Regions from separate parts of the Sus scrofa genome. Here region 1 is linked to region 2. A link is a contact called in public Hi-C data. All regions are on one chromosome and are shown on one strand. Each heading gives the region's core, a stretch centred on a gene start, on an enhancer-like site or on the middle of the called end of the contact. The rest is flanking DNA. Distances are from core to core; before and after follow the strand shown.

Region 1 (5,903 bases), core at 2,593-5,092, 280 kb after region 2:
TCACACGAGTGTGTGGGGTACAGTGGGACATGTTAAAGATGATCAAAGATACTGGAAAGTAAAATGGGGCTGAGGAAGGGAAAGGAGGAGCTCTGAGGACGCTCCACGAGAGTGAAAGTCAAGATGAGGGAGAGGGGCCTGCGCCCGTGAGGAGGCCAGCGGGTCCTGAGTGCTCCCAGACCAGGAGTGTCTCGTGATGGTGGGAAAGGTCCCACCAGTCACTCTTCCTCAGGCTCCCAGTCTCTCCCCTAGTGGCACTGCCTGCATCCCCATGCGATGACAGCAAAGGCAAAGCCAGGCCACCAAGGAAGCCCTGGGTGCCCAGGGCTGTGAGACATCAGCCACAGAGTGGCCGGCTGTAATCTGAGATGGCTTCTCTGTTCATTGCCCTGGCAGGGCTGGCCGTGACAGAGGCGCCCCCGTCCTTCTCCAGTGTCCTGAAGGACTGTGCTGTGGTTGAGGGCCAGGACTTCGTGCTGCAGTGCTCCGTGCAGGGGACCCCGCTGCCCCAGATCACTTGGCTGCTCAATGGTGAGTGCCCCCAGCTTATTCTCGCTTGGCTTCCCCACACATCCCTCTGAGCCATTTATGCAGAAAAAGGAAGCACGGTGTCTTTCCGTGCTTGGGACCAGGAGTCTGCCAGTGCCTGGCTGGGGACACTGGACAGGTTTTACCCCCATCTGAACCTGGAGCCCCTCATCTGCAAGATGAGAATAATGCCACCTACCTTGCAGGGTGGCGGTGGTTAAAGTTAGATTAGAGCCTTTATCTACAACTGTCAACAGTTAATTGCACAAGCAATTTAGTTCCTTTTCATAGGGCCAGGCTCATGGTAGGCCCTCAAGAAATATTTGTTGAGTCAATAAATGAAAAAATACACCAGCAGATGAATGTACCACTCTAGCAATTGCTCATGGGATCTTGCTTTTTATTTAGTGGCAGGTGGTTTCGGGGTTCATGGACGATTAATTCTTTTTTCTTTTTTATTTTTAGGGCCACACCTGCCACATTTGGAAGTTCCCAGGCTAGGGGTCAAATCAGATGGGAGCTGCAGCCGCTGGCCTACCCCACAGCCACAGCAACACGGGATCCATGCTACATCTGCAACCTACACCACAGCTCAAGGCAATGCTGGATCCTTAACCCACTGGGCAAGGCCAGAGATCAAACCCACATCGTCATGGATCCTAGTAGGGTTCGTTAACCACTGAGCCACGAAGGGAACTCTGTGATTAATTTTTTATAACATTATAGTCCTATGAGACATGCCAACTTTTTTCTTTTTGCCAAGTGAGGTCCTTTGAAAAAAATAATTTTTTTTTTTGTCTTTTTTTTTTGCTATTTCTTGGGCCGCTCCTGCGGCATATGGAGGTTCCCAGGCTAGGGGTCTAATCGGAGCTATGGCCGCCAGCCTACGCCACAGCCACAGCAACGCAGGATCCAAGCCGCGTCTGCAACCTACACCACAGCTCACAGCAACGCCGGATCGTTAACCCACTGAGCAAGGGCAGGGACCGAACCCGCAACCTCATGGTTCCTAGTCGGATTCGTTAACCACTGCGCCACGACGGGAACTCCGAAAAAAATAATTATTATATATTATAACCCTTCTCTTAAAAAATAAGCCTTTCAATTCCAAAAGCATGGGAGAACTCTTAATTTTACAACCGAGAACAGTTCACAACAGTGATGAAATTTGTCGGGGTCTGCTTTGGGGAGCCACAGGAAGGATGGAGAAATACCTGCCAGGAGTCAGGAGCCAAGGGCACTCGTCCTTCTCCATATTGAGAGGGTGGGTGGCCTTGGACGCCCCACTTTACCTCTCTGGGCCTCAGCTCCTTTATTGCTGAGGAGGTGGGCTGGAGGAAGGTTTGGAGTCTTCATCAGCTCTCACAACTGACAGAATAGGCTCCTTAAGGGAGCCGTGGCCTGTCGCCTGTCACCAAATAGTTCCAGTCATGTCTACGTCATTGCCATGTTGCCTGGGAACCTACCTCATTGGTGCAGTTTGCTTAGGCTTTGCTAGAAACAGTCTTTAGTCAGTGAGAGCAGCTACCTTAGGGTCCTCCTAGGTCTAGTCTTCTTGGGCAGGAAGATGAGAATTGGGGCCTCCCCTCATCCCCACTACGGACAGAGCTCCTATCGGATCCCAATACATGTCTGCACAGAAGCAGCCTCCTTGCAGCTGGAGCAGAGTGTGGGTGTTAAGGACCAGGGGCGGATCTGAATAGGAGAGGTTCCCTACTGTCTGGCTCACGGGCCAGACCAGGAGCCAGCAAACAGTACCTATAAAGGGCCAGATAGTAAATATGTCTAGCTTTGCAAGCCAGTCTCTGTCACAACTACTCAACTCTGTTGTCATGGCACAGAGGGCAGCAAGTGACAATATAAATGAAGGGGTGTGGGCGTGTTGCAATAAAATCTTATTTATGGACACAAATAGGATTTCCATACAATTTTCACACACGTCATGAAATACTCTGACTTTTTCCCACCATTGAAAACATGTAAAAACTGTTCTTAGCTCTGGGGCAACACAAAAACAGCCTGCAGGTGGGATCTGGCCCATGAGCGGGAGTTTGCTGTACCCCTTCAGACTGAAAAGCAACCCCCCGACACACCCCCACACACCCCCCACTTCCCCCACACCCCCCTTCTTATTCTTGGTGAACTTGGCATTTCCACACTCTTCCCACTAGAGGGCAATAGTGCACAAGTGGGAGGGCCCTTGGCGGCCACCTCTGGTCTTAACCAGTCTTGGAGCTGGGAGTTCTGTATTGCCCAGGTCTGACTGCCCTGAGCCAACAACTCCTTTCTGGGGCCACCATTCCACATTTTGCTTGTGGAGCCAAAATGTGCTACGCTCCAGTAAAAGGAGCGCTCTCAAGCAGCTTGTCTGCACAGGTTTTAGCAAAAGAGGCATTTTGATGGCAGTCATGGAATGTACTGGCATTCTCAAGGAAGAGCCCTTTTAGGGCCCTCGTTCTCTCTCTCTCTCTCTCTCTCTCTCTCTCTCTCTCTCTCTCTCTCCCTTTCTCTCACACACACACACACACACACACACACACACACACACAGCAGTGTTCATTCCTCTCAGTAGCATGATCCTGGTGCCTGGCTCTCTCGGCCCCCAGCCCCATTTTTATGAGGTGCAGTCTGGCCAGTGGAATCTCTTCCCTCTGGCCCTGTGGCTTGCTTGGCAGTCTCTGCTCGACTGTCATGGAGATGCGAAGTGTTGCTATGTGCAGAAAACATTGCATTGCAGGGAGAGGACCTCTTCCTGTGCTTTCTGCCTCTCCCATTGCCCACCCCCAATTTTATGAAGTGCAAACCAGGACCCTGGGGCTGACAAGGGAAGCAACTGACAGTTGCTTCCTATATGGTGAACGGACACATTCCTGCTCTAAGGCCAAAACCTTCAGTCATGAGATTCTTTTTTTTCCCCCTGGAAATGAAAGCTTGCATCCTGGAATGATAAAATCCCAGGAACATATAGCATTAGTGAAACCACTGGATTTCCTAGCACACACTTCTGTCTCAAGGGAGGACTTTCTACGATCTTTCATAAAGGGTCCCTCCTTCGAGAGACTCTCAGCAGAAGGGACCAGAGTCGTTTTTAGTTCCCTGTATTTATCATTTCTGTGAATCCTAAAATGCGTTTCATTGCCGCATTAGGCTGAGGGTGCAGAATCGCTTCTGATAAATATCTGCAGTGGGAAATTGGGGTCATTGTTTCTGGAGTCCTCTCAAAGGAGCCAGCAGCCTCATATACAGTCTGAGTGAGGTCTGATCTGCCTGAGGCTGGGCTCTGGGCCAGATGACCCTGAAAGATTCTTTCCACGCTCAGAATTCTGTGAAGTCTAGCATGTGGATCTGGGGACTGTTTATTTAAACAGGATGCACAGAGCTAGCTAGGCCCCTTTCCCTCCCGCATTCTGGATGCCTCCAGAATCTCTCCCCTGAGTCCTACCAGCCCCAGTCTTGCTCCTCCACCCACACAATCACTCCCTCTCCTTCACCTCCTAGCACCTGCCTCTTTCTTCCCTCCTCCGGCCTCTGTCCAGCTGGCTGGGCGTGATCCTGACACTTCATTAACCCTGAGTGGGTCCAGGGATGGTCGGTGTCATGACAACAGCAGCCCCACTAAGGACAGGGCCCACACCCCACCACCAGGGGCTCCCTGGCCTGAGCCTTGCTGCACTTCCCTCCACAGGGCAGCCCATCCAGTACGCCCGCTCCACCTGCGAGGCCGGCGTTGCCAAGCTCCACATCCAGGATGCCCTCCCGGAGGACGACGGCACCTATACCTGTCTGGCCGAGAACACCTTGGGGCGGGTGTCCTGCAGCGCCCGGGTCACTGTCCATGGTAGGAACCCCTGGGCACCTCTGGAGAAGCATCTTTCCTGCCAACACATCTGCTTTGGAGGAGGGGCGCTGCACCTGAAGGCGGGCGGGGGGCGGTGATGGCCTCCAGGAGCTCGCTGTGATCAGGGCCTGCAAGGCCAGGCGATCACTCTGTCACTCACTGGGGCTGAGGGGAGATGCAGGGAAAGAGGCAAAGACACCTTTGGCTCGGGAAGCTCCCGCCCTGGTGGGCAACAAACCGCGCACACTGAACGATGGTTGTTTCCGTAGGATTTAGGCTCTTGCAAATGGCCCCTCGTGAATTGCGGGGACACTGGGTAGCAAGGACCAGTACCGAGGCTTCCAGAGTGTTACAGTGTGTCCCCCTTTTCCTTCTACCCCTGCTCTGCCACCCCAGGCTTGTTCTTGTGCCTCAGCAGCCTGGTGTCCAGTAATCAATTATCATGGTCATGCATTGATCAGTGCCAAGTGCTTAAGTCTCAGGAAGTCACGGGGCGGGGTGGGGGACACAGGCTCAAGGCAGCTGTTGGGGCTGTGGTGTCTGTGGTATCAGCGGCCGTGGTGACAGTGCTGGGGAAGGGCTTTCTCCACCCTCGGCTGGGCCTGGGCCCCCCAGCTCCTGAGTCACTGGGCCCTGGGAGCTTGGAGCAGGTGCACCGTGCCTGCTTTACCAGCAGACTAGCTGGAGACATGCCCTCCTGGTGCTGTCCCCATGGCTCTGCGCCTTGGGGAGAGTCTCCCTGTAGCAGAGCAGTGCTTTCCAGGAGGCCCTAGGAGGTGGTTTCACTGAAAGGGCCAAAGGAAAGATCATGTGCTGGTTACCTCGTTAGGCACTGTCACCTTCCCTGGCATTTCTCGATTCTCAGTAGCCCCTCGGGAGGCGGGGGCAGTGCTCTTCCCATCTCCTATGGGGAGGTCTCAAGAGGTCAGTGTCACTCATCTAAGCATCCCATGCTGACGAGCCATGCGGACCTTTTGAACCTTGATCTCTAAGCCCCTGCTCACTCCCTGCCCTTTTCCAGGGTGTGAGTCCTCCGGCCCCAGGGACAGGGCCCCCACCCCCAGGGCTGGGCCATGTCACCCCCTAGGGATAAAGGCGTGGCACAGATGCCCTGACATGGCTGTGGCCAGGCTCCTGTGGGGCTGTGCCAGGTGGGGCACACTCCCGGCCTCATTCCTCCGGGATGCCTCTGAAGTGCCCAGCGTGGAGTCACCACTCGGGATCATCCCTGCTTCCTCCCAGGAGGCCCTTCCCACTCCCACTTGAGTCACAGCCTGACTCTGGCACCCAGAGCTTGTCAGCTGCAGTCGGCTTTACACCCCATGCCCCCTCTCCCCACAGATCTCACTCATGGCTCTTTGAGGGGCCTCGGAAAGTTGTGGTAATGAGACTCAAAGGAAAGGGGAGCAGATCCAGGCCAAGGGAGCCACTTCCACCTTCCCATTGGGGCTCTCCTTGGAGATCCAAGAGCGCCCACCCACCCCTGCAAAGTCTAGTAATGGCAGAGAGGGCCAGAGGGGCGTGTGATGGGTCTGCG
Region 2 (5,387 bases), core at 657-3,156:
AGTCCCCTTGCCCATCAGCTGGCCACTCAACATTTCAACTTTTTTTTTTTTTTTTACAGCCAAGGTCTTTTATTTTCTTTACACTTACCATGCCACGAATTCATAGAGAATGGGTTCCAACAGTTCAGGCTCCTTTCCATTGGCTCTCAGGAACTGAGCTTCTCTGAGTGGAGCAAGCTGGCGCTTCCACTGAACCCAAGTACCTTTCTCTTTGGCTTCCTTCTTTTTCTGATCGTTTTCCTTCACAGGTTTCAGGAAGCTGTCTTGGCTCTTAAAGTGCTTAAATGTGCTCCACACACACATTAATTCTCTTGGCAAGAATCTTGCCGTTAACTTGTTTCCAGCAGTGCCAACATCATACTGGGTGACATTGCAGTCTCTTCCGTTTTGCCATGGTGACATCTGCGTGGCATGCCTTTTCCAACAGTGCCCATTCCCTATTAAGGATACTGTCTACAATATCACCTTTTTTGTAGATTCGCATGAATGTGGCTGAAAGATCAATTCCGTGTTTTCTAAAAGGCCTGGAAAACATTATGAGCACGTGCCCTCCTCCTTCCCTTTGTGTTGGTCATTTTGATGAATTACTGGGAGATGATGGATGCAGCTGAAAAGAAGCATTGTCTTAACATTCACTAAACCATGTGCTGAGAGTAAATCTTTGGGGAAGTAGGAGTGACAGTGAAATAGGTGGTAATCTGCATTGTCAATTGGGTCATCCCAGATTGCCTTGGAGCTTTCAGGATGTCCTGGCTCAATGTAAAGCTAATCCCTTCTCTCCAGAAAGTGTAAGTCCACCTCCCTTGCCAGTGTCTCCTTTACTGACTAAGACCATATATGATGCCACTCACAGTTTGAGTTATAGTTATAGTTCCACTGTTATCTCAGGTGTGGACAGAGCCTGGCTTTTAAACTCTGGCTCTCTCCATAGCCACATCACCCTGGGAGCTGTCCTGTGAATGGATGAGGAGGATCTGCCTTGGAAAAACTTGCAGTTTGGCCAACTCCCAAGAAATGTGGCTTAGCACTACCATATCTCACTTTAGGATCCAGGACCAAAAGGTTTGGGGTGATTCAGGAGTGATTTGGCCAACTTCCTTGTATCCCAGAGGCTTAGGATCTCACTGAAATCAGAGGACCATGAAAGTTGTGATAGCGCTTCACTGGGGCACCCGCACCCTTATCGCATGGTTGGCCAACAACTGGCCATGTGTGGCCTTCTCCTCTTGACCACCATGCTCTTTGTGCCATGGACATGGCAGACATCTGAGGACCCAGCAGTGTTATGCATTCAGATCATAGACCCCATATTACTCCTGGGAAAGTGTGAGAGGTGCATTCAGGGCCTAGTGCAAAGAACTCAATGGAATCTAGAAGCAAGAGATTTAACATCTAATTCTAGCTTCACCATTAATTAGTGGTCTCAGACCAGTGCCCTGCCCCTTGGTTTCATTTTCAGACTGCCCTACCTGCCCCATAGGGACAGCCTAGGGTTGAAACAGCAGATAATAAAAGCATTAAAAAAAATTTAAGTGTAATATATGCGTTAGTTTCCCCTGTAACTCTGACACCTGTTGAAATGGTTAGATTGTATCTCAGAATGCTCTTCAGTCAGGTGTATATTCCTCTGCCCTTGCAAAGAGAACTGCCAAACAGAGTCCTCACTGGCCCCCAATACCCTTCCCCACGTCTTGCTGATGCTGGGAAAGGAGGGTCTTTCCTGGGCAGGTGTTCTCAGAGCCATCTCATCCTGTCCCTCATCCCCTGTCTTGTGTCTGTCCCACAGGTTGCTGGCAGACTGATCATCCACGCAGATGAGCTGGCCCAGATGTGGAAGGTGCTGAGTCTCCCGATGGATCTGTTTAATAGTGTGATGAATGTGGGCCGCTTCACGGAGGAGATTGAGTGGCTGAAGTTTCTAGCCCTTGCTTGCAGCTCTCTTGGAGTTGTAAGTTAGCTTGATTGCTCTTTGTTCCTCCTGGGAAAATCCCTTGGAGTCTGGAAGGGCAGTACAATCTACAAACACGGTCAACTCTCCAGGGCTAAGGAGGAACATGCCTCCTCTTGTCTACTTCTCCTCTGAGAATGAAGGTCATTTCTCTGCTCATTGGCCAGAAGGAGGGATTAGGAGGAGGGAGAGGAAAACTGGCATCAGACTCTGGGGAGAGGTTGACTAAGATGCAGCTTTGGGATTATTTATGAATTCAGTCACTGCACTTAGGTTTATTTCCTAAAATAAAATATCTCTCCACTCCTTCCATTCATATTCCTAAAGATAACCAAGAGCCAGCTGTAGAAGAAGATTGGCTTATGCGTGGGATTCACCCACCCAGAAGATATACCAATAGAGATTTTTTTAAAGGGATGCAGCCTTATAGAAAACTACTATTTGATAAGCATAATTGGATATAAAAATAAGAGATAAGGGAGTAGGAAAGGAGAATTGAGGCTATTTCCAGACTAGTCATGACATCACCATGGATGCAGGACCCTCATACAAATGCATGCCTTTTCCAGATTTGACTTGATTTACAATTGGAAGAGCTGCTTTTCCTGTTTTAAAGAAACCAGTTCATATGCAGACTTCAAAGCTTTTGGTAGCATCTTATATGTGGACTCACTCTTGTTAAACGCTATTATAATAACAAATGAAATTGAGTCAGAAAAATGATTTTTTAAAACTCCGTGGAATGCATGCAAGTTTAAAAATTAATGCGAAAATGATTGCCTCTGCCAAAACCAAATGGTACGAGAAAGCTGGTTTGACTCATTGAGTATATCTAAACACGATCTTGCTCTTTCCTCTTAAATATCCTGGGAATGCATACTTGATACTTCCATTTGTGAGAAAAGTTACCAGAAATATTGAAGTCCAACTTTTCCTGTAGTTCTGCTCAACTTTCAGCATAATTATGTCTTTAGAGAGGAGGAGAGGAGGGGCCATTGCTGGGTTGTTGTTGTTGTTTTTTCCTTCTTCAGTGTCTTTTCTAGCAACTATTATGCAATGAATAAACTACTCTCCACAGCAAAGGCAGGCAAGTTGCCAATCAGCGCTAGTCTACTTGTGTGGAAATAGCCCAAGGACGGGGGAAATCACAGAGGGAATATTAAAAACTGACACATTTGATGAGATTCTCATAGGGTCACTGATTTATTATACCACATTCAGAAATGTTGGAGGGGGAGAATGTATTTCTCTGTAGTTAAGCCTGATCTTCCCAATCTACGCTACCCAGGAAGGGCGGGGTATGAAATAAACAGATTCACCCCTTGGAGTTCCCGTCATGGCTCAGTAGTTAACGAATCTGACTAGGAACCATGAGGTGGCGGGTTCAATCCCTGGCCTTGCTCAGTGGGTTAAGGATCTGGCGTTGCTGTGAGCTGTGGTGTAGGCTAGCGGCTACAGCTCTGATTCAACCCCTAGCCTGGGAACCTCCATATGCCGAGGGAGTGGCTCTAGAAAAGGCAAAAAAAAAACCCAAAAAAACAAAAAAACAGATTCACCCCAACTCAGGCATCTTCGTCTGCTTCAGTAGCTGAAAACAGCTCTAAAGGGAATCGCTCAGTCTCTCAGATTGCTCCTCTCTGAATCAGGGTGGCAGTGAGTGTTAGAGGTGAGGGATGACACTGGGATCTGAGAGCAGCCAAGAGGGGGGTTCCCTCATCCCTCGGTCCTTCCTGGCCCCTCTGATCTCTCAGAAACACTCTGTGTGGTTGCAGGCTGTACAGCTGAAGCCTTTAGTCTCTTCTCTCACAGCAGGACAGGTCACCACCATCTCACCTCTGTTCTCACTGGTGCTTAGGGCTTCCTTGGGTCACTTCCAAGTTGCCCTCCTCTGTGCCCTGATCTTGGTCCTCTCCTTGTCCATATACATCACAGTAACCCAGAGTGACATTGGAACACTAAATCCCTCCTCTCCCTCTGCAGCTGCTAGGTTTACTTGGATACAGTTGCCACCCAAACTGGGGAGGGGCTACCATGAGGTGAGTCATGTCTGTCTACTTCCTACTGAAACAGGGAGGTTGGATTAGATGGTCCATGAGGTCCTTTGATCTCTCACACCCTGTGATTCCATTACACCTTCTCTGCTTCCCTGAGATACCCTCAGGCCTGGCTCTGGATAACAGTGGGCCCCGCCAATTCTGAAAATTACCTAGGTGTCTAATTTTGTCCCCCACCTCTATCACCCTTATATCAGAGAACACCTAGAGGGGAGGGGAGGTCCCCTTGTGGCTCGGCAGGTTAAGAACCTGACTAGTATCCTTGAGGATGAAGGTTCAATCCTGGGTCTCACTCAGTGGGTTAAGGATCCAGCATTGCTACAAGCTATGGCATAGTTTGCAGATGTGGCTTGGATCCTGTGTTGCTGCGGCTGTGGCCTAGGCCAGCAGCTGCAGCCACAGCCCCCTAGCCTGAGAACTTCCATATGCTGAGAGTGCAAGCCTAAAAAGGAAAGAAACAAAAACATCCAGAGGTAAAGTCAGCCTGAAGGTCCAGTCCATAAATAAGGGTGCCCTGTGAATCCCAGGGCTAGTCCTGTTATTCCCATTTGTTTCATGCTGGACACCTCGTGGGAACTTAAATATGGAAGTGGTCAGGGTGGCACCATCTGGAGGACAGTCCATTCTTGTTAATCCACATATCTTTAGAGGCAAGCCCAGAAATTCCCTCCTTGCTTTGCCAGCTCACCAGCCAGTCCTGATCTCTGTGCCGTTTAGAAAAATCCAGTCCCTCTTTAGAGAAGAGCCCAGTGGCACAACTTGTGGGAAGCAGGTGCATTTCCTCCAGCCTTGTGTTCTCTGAATCCACCCACAGGATTCAAACACTACATCGCGCAGACCTGCGCTCCTCTTCCCTCTCAGCACTCCTTCCTCTAGGATGTCCGCTCTGCCTCCTGTTCCACTGAGGCCAATTACACACAAGAAGAGATCGTGTAATTGTGTTCACTGGAAGGAAGGGCATATTTTGTTAGCAGATAATTCACTTTCTCAGCCTTTCACCTCTGAGTTTGAAAATGAGGCTTGTAAGATGCTTAAAGTCTATCTTTATAGGGAGTTCTTGTCGTGGCTCAGTGGAAATGAATCTGACTAGTATCCATGAGGATGAAGTTTCCATCCCTGGCCTCGTTCAGTGGGTTAAAGATCTGTGTTGCCGTGAGCTGTGGTGTAGGTCACAGATGCAGTTTGGATCCTGCGTGGCTATGGCTGTGGTGCAGGCCGGCAGCTGCAGCTCTGATCTGACCCCCGGCCTAGGAACCTCCATATGCGGTGGGTGCGGCCCTAAAAAAAAAAAGACAAAAAAAAAAGGCTATCTTTATGAAGTGGAGCCCCATCTGACCAAAAAACTGTACAACAGAATGCAGATATGTGTTTTTTTTGTTTTTTTT

What was found. Hi-C and Micro-C count contacts between places; a contact is called where the count stands out from the background.
Region 1: a contact with region 2 is called in a Hi-C map of omental adipose tissue, with 2.0 times the contacts expected there. The contact joins two enhancer-like sites. A contact is called at or near these places in 17 of 47 Hi-C or Micro-C datasets (brain, embryonic fibroblasts, epiblast stem cells and 11 more) and 1 of 2 datasets of contacts at active chromatin or transcription factors (skeletal muscle).

Annotation. Positions count from the first base shown.
Region 1 is chr13:136,695,614-136,701,516 of Sscrofa11.1, forward strand. MYLK (myosin light chain kinase, smooth muscle) reads left to right here. Exons shown (of 34, transcript XM_021070234.1): 12 at 397-531; 13 at 4,214-4,366. Among named protein-coding and RNA genes, the nearest start is that of HACD2, 140 kb to the right of the region's middle. Within about 2 kb of position 3,843, at least 22 of the 83 cell types and tissues checked have an H3K27ac peak or open chromatin away from gene starts, as enhancers often do. A contact at or near this core is called in omental adipose tissue, where this site is marked.
Region 2 is chr13:136,419,690-136,425,076 of Sscrofa11.1, forward strand. ROPN1 (rhophilin associated tail protein 1) reads left to right here. Exons shown (of 6, transcript NM_001172369.1): 4 at 1,787-1,948. It also overlaps the pseudogene LOC102157780. Among named protein-coding and RNA genes, the nearest start is that of CCDC14, 17 kb to the right of the region's middle. Within about 2 kb of position 1,907, at least 3 of the 83 cell types and tissues checked have an H3K27ac peak or open chromatin away from gene starts, as enhancers often do. A contact at or near this core is called in omental adipose tissue, where this site is marked.